Regions from separate parts of the Mus musculus genome. Here all the other regions are linked to region 2. A link is a contact called in public Hi-C and promoter capture Hi-C data. All regions are on one chromosome and are shown on one strand. Each heading gives the region's core, a stretch centred on a gene start, on an enhancer-like site or on the middle of the called end of the contact. The rest is flanking DNA. Distances are from core to core; before and after follow the strand shown.

Region 1 (2,688 bases), core at 147-2,646, 33 kb after region 2:
TATTATTGTTATTATTATTATTATTAGTAGTAGTAGAGACACTAAACATCACCTCAGTACATTCACCAGGCTGGTCTGGAACTCAGAGATCTGCTTGCCTCTGCCTCCTAAATTCTGCGATTAAGGGTGAGCACCATCACACTGGGCTTCAGGTACCACTTACATATGCAGAAATGGAGGCATAGAAGAATTTGCTAGGGGGATCACGCAGGCATAAGACGACAAGATACGGTGGGGTTTGAATCCGAGCCATTCAATAGTCACTCTGCTAGGCCCTATGTGAGACTCTCTCCTTTAGCCCAATACACAGTAGGCCCTCAACATTAGGGAATACAGTATCAGGCATTTCTGAATACTTGAGAAGTCTGATAATGACTTCAGAGTGAAGTTCTGGGAACCCAGGACCCGTCATGGTGACCCTAGGGTACCCCTGTACGGGGCTCCACCTGTCTCTGCCTCCCCTATTGGGGTTAAAGGCATGAGCCACCACCTCCCTGTTTTGGTTTGGTTTGGTTTGGTTTTTTGGTTCCAGTCACTCTGAGCTCACTCTGAGCGCCCAGCCTGACTTGCTGCTGGTCAACCACTGAAACAATGGGAATAGCACAGGGCTCCGAATTAGGTTGTGTGAGGACCAAGGGTCTATCCTCAGCACCCTGTGTGCTCAGGGGTAGACTCCTGTGCTACAATTCCCCAGTGAGGCTTCAGTCTCCAACTCAGCGAAAGGAAAATGAACTAATAAATCAACTCTGAGTCAGTCACGATTAACTTGCTGGAGAGAGTGTGGCCACTAGGGTTAAGGTTCCTGGCATGAGTCACCCAGACTTTTTCTCAGTGTACGAGTCATTTATTTTACAATAATAAAACATCTTTTGCGCGCGTGCGTGCGTGTGTGTGCGCGCGCGCGCGCGTGTGTGTGTGTGTGTGTGCGCGTGCGCAAGCGTGCGCGAAGTGGAGCAAATCCGGTTCTCATTCCCGAGTCTAGGCTACGTTGGAACTCAAGGCAACCCTCCTACCTCATCCTCCCCTGTACTCCGGTGGCCGGTGTGAGTCACCACGCCCTATTTTCTGGAATCTCTGCTCCAGAATCCAGACCTAGGACTTTGGGCCGGGAAGAAGGGATCGGGTGGCCTGGGAGGGCCTCTCGAGGTGCGCACAGGCCGGGGCGCGGGGCGCGGGGCGCGGGGCGCGGGGCGCGGGGCTACTTACCCGCTTTCCGGAGTGCATAGCAGAACAGCAGCAGCAGCCATGACAGCGGGGAGCGGGTGGCTCGGGCGAGTTGAGCCATGTGGTTCCGGTCCGATCCAGCTCTTTGTAGTCCAGTTAGTAACGGCCAAGCGCCTTATCTCTCCGAAACCCTGAAGTCAAGTGCTGGAATCTCAGCTAAGCGGGTGCCGCCTAGGGACGGCCCATTGAGGGCGGTCCCCTGCTGGGCAGGCGCACACAGCCAAGCACGTCTGCCGGGCTGGTTGATGAGTGAACGACCCTGACGATTAGTGTTCTGTAAACCTGTCATCCCAGCACCTGAGTCGGGTGGGGAGGATGGAGGCAAGAGGATCATCAGAATTGAAAGCGGGTTTAAGGCCAGCCTGGGCCACGTGAGATCATCCCGGATTTTTTTTTTAATTAAAAATAATGGGGGGCAGGGGGCTAGGCTTCAAATGTCTTTAATCACAGCACTTTGGAAGGCAGGCAGATCTGTGAGTTCTGTGTCAGCCGGGTCCACCGTAGACAAATCCAGCCTCGTCTGAGTTACACAGTGAAACTGTTTAAAAAAAGAAATAAGGTCTCATGAAGCACATTCTAGGTCAGTGGTTCTCAATCTTCCCAGTGCGCGATACTTTTTTTCTTTGTTTGTTTTTGTTTCTGTGTGTTTGTTTTCGAGACAGGGTTTTACTGTCCTGGAACTCACTTTGTAGACAAGGCTGGCCTCGAACTCAGAAATCAGCCTGCCTCTGCCTCCCAAGTGCTGGGATTAAAGGCGTGTGCCACCATGCCCGGATTCTTTAATACAGTTCTTCATGCTGTGGTGACCCCTAATCATAAAATCATTTTCATTGCTACTTATAACTGTAATTTTGCTACTGTTATGAATCATAATGTGAATATGGGACATGTAAATATCATAATGTAAATATGACATGTGGGATATCTGATATGGTTCCCCAAAGGGGTTGAAGCTCGCAGGTTGAGAACGATTGTTCTAGACTACCCTTGAACTCCTGATCTTCCTCCCAACACCTTGGAATGCAGCAATGCCGGGCCTGTGCTCCCCAACCTTCACCTCCTCCCCCCCCAGTTCCTGCTCTCGGTTAATTCTGAATGGGAATCTGAGGGGCAAGTCTTCTGGAAATCTCTGGAGTTTCTTGAGTCCTGTGGCATTTCCACACTGAGAGCCTGTAACCATTCTGTTCCTTCTCTGACCATGCTGTCATGACTGTGGGCTTCCCCTTCTCCCAGATCTCCCCATTGCTGTGGTATAAACTGGCAGGTCACTAAACCACCTCCCACACACACCCGAAAAGGGAAAAAGTTCTGTGCCCTTCTCTCTCCCTCCCTGTTTCTGCCCTGTGAATACAGCGTCTCTAGTCCTTTCCCATAACACACACACACACACACACACACACACACACACACACACACACACACACAGAGCTTGTTAGCTTCCTGAAGTGAAAGAAAACAAACGGT
Region 2 (2,688 bases), core at 125-2,624:
GATCATCTCGATGTGGAGGGCTGCCTGTGAGCCTTGGGGCAGCTCAAGGGCCAGGAACAAGGCTGTGGAAAAGTATGGAGGAGGCCTGAGGTCGAGTTTTGGGCAGAGGTAACAAAACCTTCCTCTTTACAGACTCTCAACCGCAGCAAAGACCATAAGGGCTGCACATTGGAAATGACAATGAGATTGATTAGTGATGTCTGCCCTGGGAGTAGGAATATAGGCACAGATGCCACAGATCTGCCACGCCAGTGGCAGAAGGGTTTTCTGTCCTGAGATGCTATGTGGTCTGTTCCTAAACACTTGGACCCTCTGAATTTACTTATTCAACCAATATTTAAAGGATGAATAAGTAAATACATTTCATCATAGACCAATTACATCATCTAGGTTTGTCTTCTCCTCCTCTTCCTATTCTTCCTCCTCATTCTTCAAGACAGGGTTTCTCTGTGTAGCTCTGGAACTCACTCTGTAGACCAGGCTGGCCTTAGAGATTCATTTTGCCTCTGTCTCCTGAGTGCTGGGATCAAAGTCATGTGCCACCATCTCCTGGTTTCTTCTCTTCCTTCTCCTTCTCCTCCTCCTCCTCTTCTTTCTCCTCTTCCTCCTCCTCCTCATGTGCCACCATCTCCTGGTTTCTTCTCCTTCTCCTCTCCCTCCTCTTCCTCTTCCTCCTCCTTCTTCCCCCCCCTCCCCCCTCCTCCTCCCTCCTCATTTTCCTTCTTCTTTTGAGTCAGGGTTGCCTGGAACTCATTATGCAGTCCAGCTCCAACTTGTGATCCTTCTGCCTCAGCCTCCAAAGTGCTGCCATTACAGATATACACCACTATGGCTGGCTTGTTCCTAGATTTTTGCTTTTTATTTGAAACAAGGTCTCATGTAGACCAGGCTAGCCTTGAACTGCCTATGTAGTTCAGGATGTCCTTCTACCTTACAAACTCTGCGAGTCTATGTGTGACTCACCAGTCCTGGCTCAGTCTCTATAGTCCCTTCCCTCCCTCCTTCGCTCACTCCCCAGAACCCCCTGGGAAAACAAACACTAATTCCTACCCTCATAGTCCTGACATTCTAGAAGATGCCATAGATGAAATAGGGATGGAGCTGTGATGTCACTACCCTGCCTCATCTTGTCCCTCAGCCCTCTGAGGCTGTTTCCTCCTTACCTGAGAACAGGAGGCCCTTTGAGAAGCAGCCCGGTGGGGTCCAGGTCTCCATCTTGCTTCCTGTAGAGATGGCAAGGGCACTGAGAGCCACAGGCTGGGGTCTTGCTCTCTTAAGAGTGAAGTTCAGTGGGGCATCCAGCGGGTGCCACGGGACCCAGCCAGGCTTGGAGGCTGCCGAGCCCTATCATCCCCTTCCACTGTCTCCCAGCCTTTCAGGGCTCCACCCATGCCCTGAGATGAAGCGTGCACACTGGTTGGACCAGTCTTCCCGGACCTCCTCCCCAGCACCTCCATTTTCTTCCCACCCAGCGTGGCTGGCCAAGGGGAACCAGTGAGGCAGCCTCTGTTTGAGCAACACCCCCCCCCCCCACCGCACCCTACTACCTCCCCTAGAAACAGAAGTTCAGGGAAGTGTGAAAGTCACTGAGTAGCAGAGGGTTTTTTGTTTTTGTTTTAAAATCTGGGGCAAGTTCACTCTAAAGAACTTAACATTTTCTTTTCTTTTCTTTCTTTCTTTTTTTCTTCTTCTTTTTTTTTTTTTTTAAAAAAAAGAGACAGGGTTTCTCTTTATAGCTCTGGCTGTCCTGGAGCTCACTTTGTAGACCAGGCTGGCCTCGAACTCAGAAATCCGCCTGCCTCTGCCTCCCGAGTGCTGGGATTAAAGGCGTGCGCCACCACGCCTGGCTAACATTTTCTTTTAACATGGAGGGCGGTGCTTCTCGCCACCATGGGTCTCAGGAATCTAACTCAGGTTACCAGGCTTGGCGGCAACCCCTTCATTCTCTGAAACGTGCTTTGTTTGTTTGTTTGTTTGTTTCTAAGTATTCATCTACTAAATCCCGTGACCCTTGCCCAGCTTGTGACCCGATGGGGCTTAAGAAGTGCTCTCCTGGGGGCTGATGAGATGGCTCAGTGGTTAAGAGTGCCTACTGCTCTTCCATAGGTCCTGAGTTCAAATCTCAGCAACCACATGGTGGCTCACAACTATCCTAACGAAATCTGATGCCCTCTTCTGGAGTGTCTGAAGACAGCTACAGTGTACTTACATATAATAAATAAATAAATCAAAAAAGAAAAGAGAAGTGCTCTCCTTTCCTTCAGCCCTCTGTGTATCACAGCCCCCTTTCAGACCCACCCCCAGACAAGGCTGTGATCAGAGGACAGTTGAAAATCAACGGAGACTAGGAGAGCCGCTGACTAACCTAAGGGGAAGGGAGGGCTCCCTGGAGGAAGGGACCTATTGTGAGAGAGTTGGAATCAGGCCTGTGCCCCAGGCTTCCCAGCTCATGCAAAGGAAGGAGGTGGGAGTGGGGCTAAACACCCAAGTGCATCATGGAAACTGTGAAATCTGGGTCACTGAGGCACTGGGAAAGCCTGTAATATTTCCAGACTCATTCCAGAAGGTTCTATTGGAAAGAGACCATCTACTGACCAGAGGAGGCTGGCGCTGGGCAGTTTCTGGTCCAGCAGGAAAGGAGCACCTACAGTTGGGGGTGGAGGGCAGTGTGCTTGCCTGTCTCTGTCA
Region 3 (2,688 bases), core at 136-2,635, 43 kb before region 2:
ACCTAGGTACAAATTCTAATGGCTTCGCTGTATTCATTCCCCTGGGCATTGAGGAGGCTGGCTTCCGAGGTACAACCTACTGTTTTTCTCCTCTGTGTACCCCAAAGGCCACAGGGATGGCCTCTCTGAGCAAGGACACCAAGCTTCAGAGGAACTGCGGGCGGATGGTAAATCGTGTCACTGTAAGAAGCTACTTCCAGCCTTTGCAGAGGCTGCTCCCTCTATCTGGAGTGTCCTTTCTTCTTTTTCCCTTCCTCTGCACGTCTTCCTTCTTCCAGAACCCTCTCTGATTCCCAGGTCAAGGTCACGATCCAGTGGGACCACCGCTCTCCACATGTCTTCACTCCGGGAAGTGTTTATTGAATGAATGAGAGGACACTGAACTGTTTACTCAGACCGGGAGAGCAATGGATGTAATTACAAAGCCTCAGGCTGTTGCATACACTGTTCCATCTCTAGGGGACACTTAGGCTGATTCATCCCATACTTAGAGAGCCTTAGAGAGATGTATGCCTCCTCCAGGAAGGCCTTTCTGACTATTCTCAGCTCCTACCTGTACTTCTCTATCTGGTGGGCCTTGGTTGTCTGGGGCTCAGGTTTGTCTTCCTGGCATAAGCCAGGTTCCATTAATCTGTGGCCTTTGCCTCTAAACTTACAGCAAAACCAATTCTGAGACCTGGGTTTGAATCTAGACTCCCCCTTCTGCAGAACGTCCTTATAAACCCGTTTCTCACATGAGTGTCTTGGGGTGCTGGGAGGGGCGTAGGAAGGTGAAGTCCTGATGTTCCCAGCTGGCCACATGCTGGGTGACTGCGGGTGACCTCCTTCCTCTTTTGGGGACCCGTCTGGCTGGATGAATGGGTAGTAGAGGGTATATCAGTACACTCATCCTTCTGGGACATTCTGGGAGGCCGCACGGGGCTTCCCGAGGTGGGAGGGTAGGGCTAGGCAGAGGGAAGAGGTGTCTGCTGGGTTAGGGGAAATCCAGCCTTTCCCATCATAAACGAAGGATGGGGGAACAAACAAGGCAGCTCTGCGGGACAGGAGGGGAAGTCGGAGAGAAAACGAGGCTTCTTCACAGATGGGTGAAAAACCACAGCCCACTCGTCACCCACTTCCCTCCGGAGCCCCTGTGTCTCAGGGTCCAGAGGATGTGTGACTTACTCTATTCTCTGGTCCCCCTCACCTGCCTGTGTGCTTTGTCTGACAGTTGCTGGGCCCCAAAGCTTGACATGCCCCTACCTCTTTTCTCCCCTTCCGGTGAGGCCCATGTTCACAGGCAGCTGCAGGGGAGCTAGTGGCATCCAAGTTAGAGCTTGTCCATTCTCTGCCCGGAGCTCTCCACAGTGCCCACCTTCCTCAGGCAACTGGCTAACTGTCCTGACTCCCACCCCTGTTCCACTTCCTCTATATTCCTCTTGTTGTCTTTACTGGGTCATACTGGATGTGACACTCCCCACCCCCTACCCCCGTTTGCCTTCTAGCTGTGGCACGTGCGGCGCACAGGTCAGGGAACCACAGGCAGCTTCCAGGAATGGGACGAGAGGCAGAATTTCTTCTCCGGAGCCCCGAGAGGGCAGCTCAGGGAACATCTAGTTTTAGCTTTAGGGATCATAGCTTAAGCCACCAAATTTGTGGTTATATGTTACAGCAGCAGAGGAAACTCACGTACACTTTATTCTGTTTATTTCTGTTGTTGATATTATTATCGTTATTATTGATATTATTAGCGTGGCCACGCACACGTGAATGTGTGCTGCCTTACATAACAAAACACCCATGTGGAGGTCAGAGGAAAACTTCCAGGACTCAGTTCTTTTCTTCTTCAGGTTTGGTTCTAGAGACTGGACTCAGGTCCTTTGGCTTCTGCTATAAATACTTTTGTCAGCTGTGCCATTTTGCCAGCCCAGTTTTTAGTTTTTCCACTGCACTGAAGTGTTGGAGCTAGAACCCAGGGACTCATAATACTAGGCAGGGGCTCTTCCACTGAGCCACGCCCCCCAGCCCCTCACTGGGGGATTCTAGGCAGGGGCTCTACCACTGAGCCACGCCCCCAGTCTCGAATGCATATTTTGAATGTCCTTGCCTGGGAGGCTGCTTCTCATCTGTCTAAATTTCATACCCTTGTATTTCTTTGTTCACAGCTTTCAGGATATCACTTTAATGACTTGTCTACAGACTTTCCCAATTCTCTGCTTCCCATTTGGACTGCTGAGGCTGGAGATCCTGTTGCCCTCTTCAATACACACCCCTAAACTTTACCTGGCTCCTTTACAGACTGCATGGCCAACATGCAGGTTTCAGGTGTTCACTGACTCACGCACTCACTGACCCATTTTTCAAGCATCTGTTGAGCACCAGTTGTTTGCCTGGCACTGTCCTTGAAGGTGGGTGACACAGGTGGGGACAGTGTGTGCTTCTCACTCCCATGTGCTCTAACCCCTTAAAAAGACTGCACTTAGAGACAGAGCCCATAAGAGCATCATTAAGGTTAAGTGGGGTCATAAAAGAGGGTCTCTACTGGGAAGTGGCACACATCTTTAATTTCTGTACTCGGGAAGCAGAGGCAGGTTGATCTCTGAGTTAGAGGCCAGCCTGGATTACAAAGTGAGTTCCAGGACATCCTGGGCTACACAGAGAAACCCTGTCTAAATAAATAAATAAATAAATAAATAAATAAATAAATAA

What was found. Promoter capture Hi-C pulls out the DNA fragments that hold promoters and counts their contacts. A called contact is a pair of places that touch in the nucleus more often than the background predicts.
Region 1: a contact with region 2 is called in a promoter capture Hi-C map of macrophages, with 7 read pairs. The contact joins the promoter of Pvr here to the promoter of Ceacam19 in region 2. A contact is called at or near these places in 13 of 39 promoter capture datasets (the 3T3-L1 cell line, 3T3-L1-derived adipocytes, the C10 cell line and 9 more), 2 of 15 datasets of contacts at CTCF or cohesin (the NIH/3T3 cell line and embryonic stem cells), 8 of 484 Hi-C or Micro-C datasets (CD4 T cells, Sertoli cells, embryonic stem cells and 4 more), 8 of 115 datasets of contacts at active chromatin or transcription factors (CD8 T cells, bone marrow-derived macrophages, embryonic stem cells and 4 more) and 3 of 9 other capture datasets (adipose tissue, liver and pancreatic islet).
Region 3: a Hi-C map of bone marrow shows a contact between it and region 2, with 2.0 times the contacts expected there. The contact joins the enhancer-like site here to the promoter of Ceacam19 in region 2. A contact is called at or near these places in 17 of 39 promoter capture datasets (the 3T3-L1 cell line, the C10 cell line, the HPC-7 cell line and 10 more), 4 of 15 datasets of contacts at CTCF or cohesin (CD8 T cells, the G1E-ER4 cell line and embryonic stem cells), 30 of 484 Hi-C or Micro-C datasets (B cells, the Ba/F3 cell line, CD4 T cells and 21 more), 11 of 115 datasets of contacts at active chromatin or transcription factors (the 230-238 cell line, CD8 T cells, the HPC-7 cell line and 7 more) and 3 of 9 other capture datasets (adipose tissue, liver and pancreatic islet).

What each region holds. Positions count from the first base shown.
Region 1 is chr7:19,919,747-19,922,434 of GRCm38.p6, forward strand. It overlaps Pvr (poliovirus receptor), which reads right to left and starts at 1,397. Exons shown (of 8, transcript NM_027514.2): 1 at 1,207-1,397. The coding sequence starts at 1,285.
Region 2 is chr7:19,886,591-19,889,278 of GRCm38.p6, forward strand. It overlaps Ceacam19 (carcinoembryonic antigen-related cell adhesion molecule 19), which reads right to left and starts at 1,375. Exons shown (of 7, transcript NM_177036.5): 1 at 1,164-1,375; 2 at 1-62. The coding sequence starts at 1,215.
Region 3 is chr7:19,843,861-19,846,548 of GRCm38.p6, forward strand. It overlaps Gm34891 (a long non-coding RNA gene), which reads left to right. Exons shown (of 3, transcript XR_881881.3): 2 at 2,145-2,387. Among named protein-coding and RNA genes, the nearest start is that of Gm19345, 6.8 kb to the right of the region's middle. Within about 2 kb of position 1,386, at least 100 of the 459 cell types and tissues checked have an H3K27ac peak or open chromatin away from gene starts, as enhancers often do. A contact at or near this core is called in the 230-238 cell line, B cells, CD8 T cells and 15 more, where this site is marked.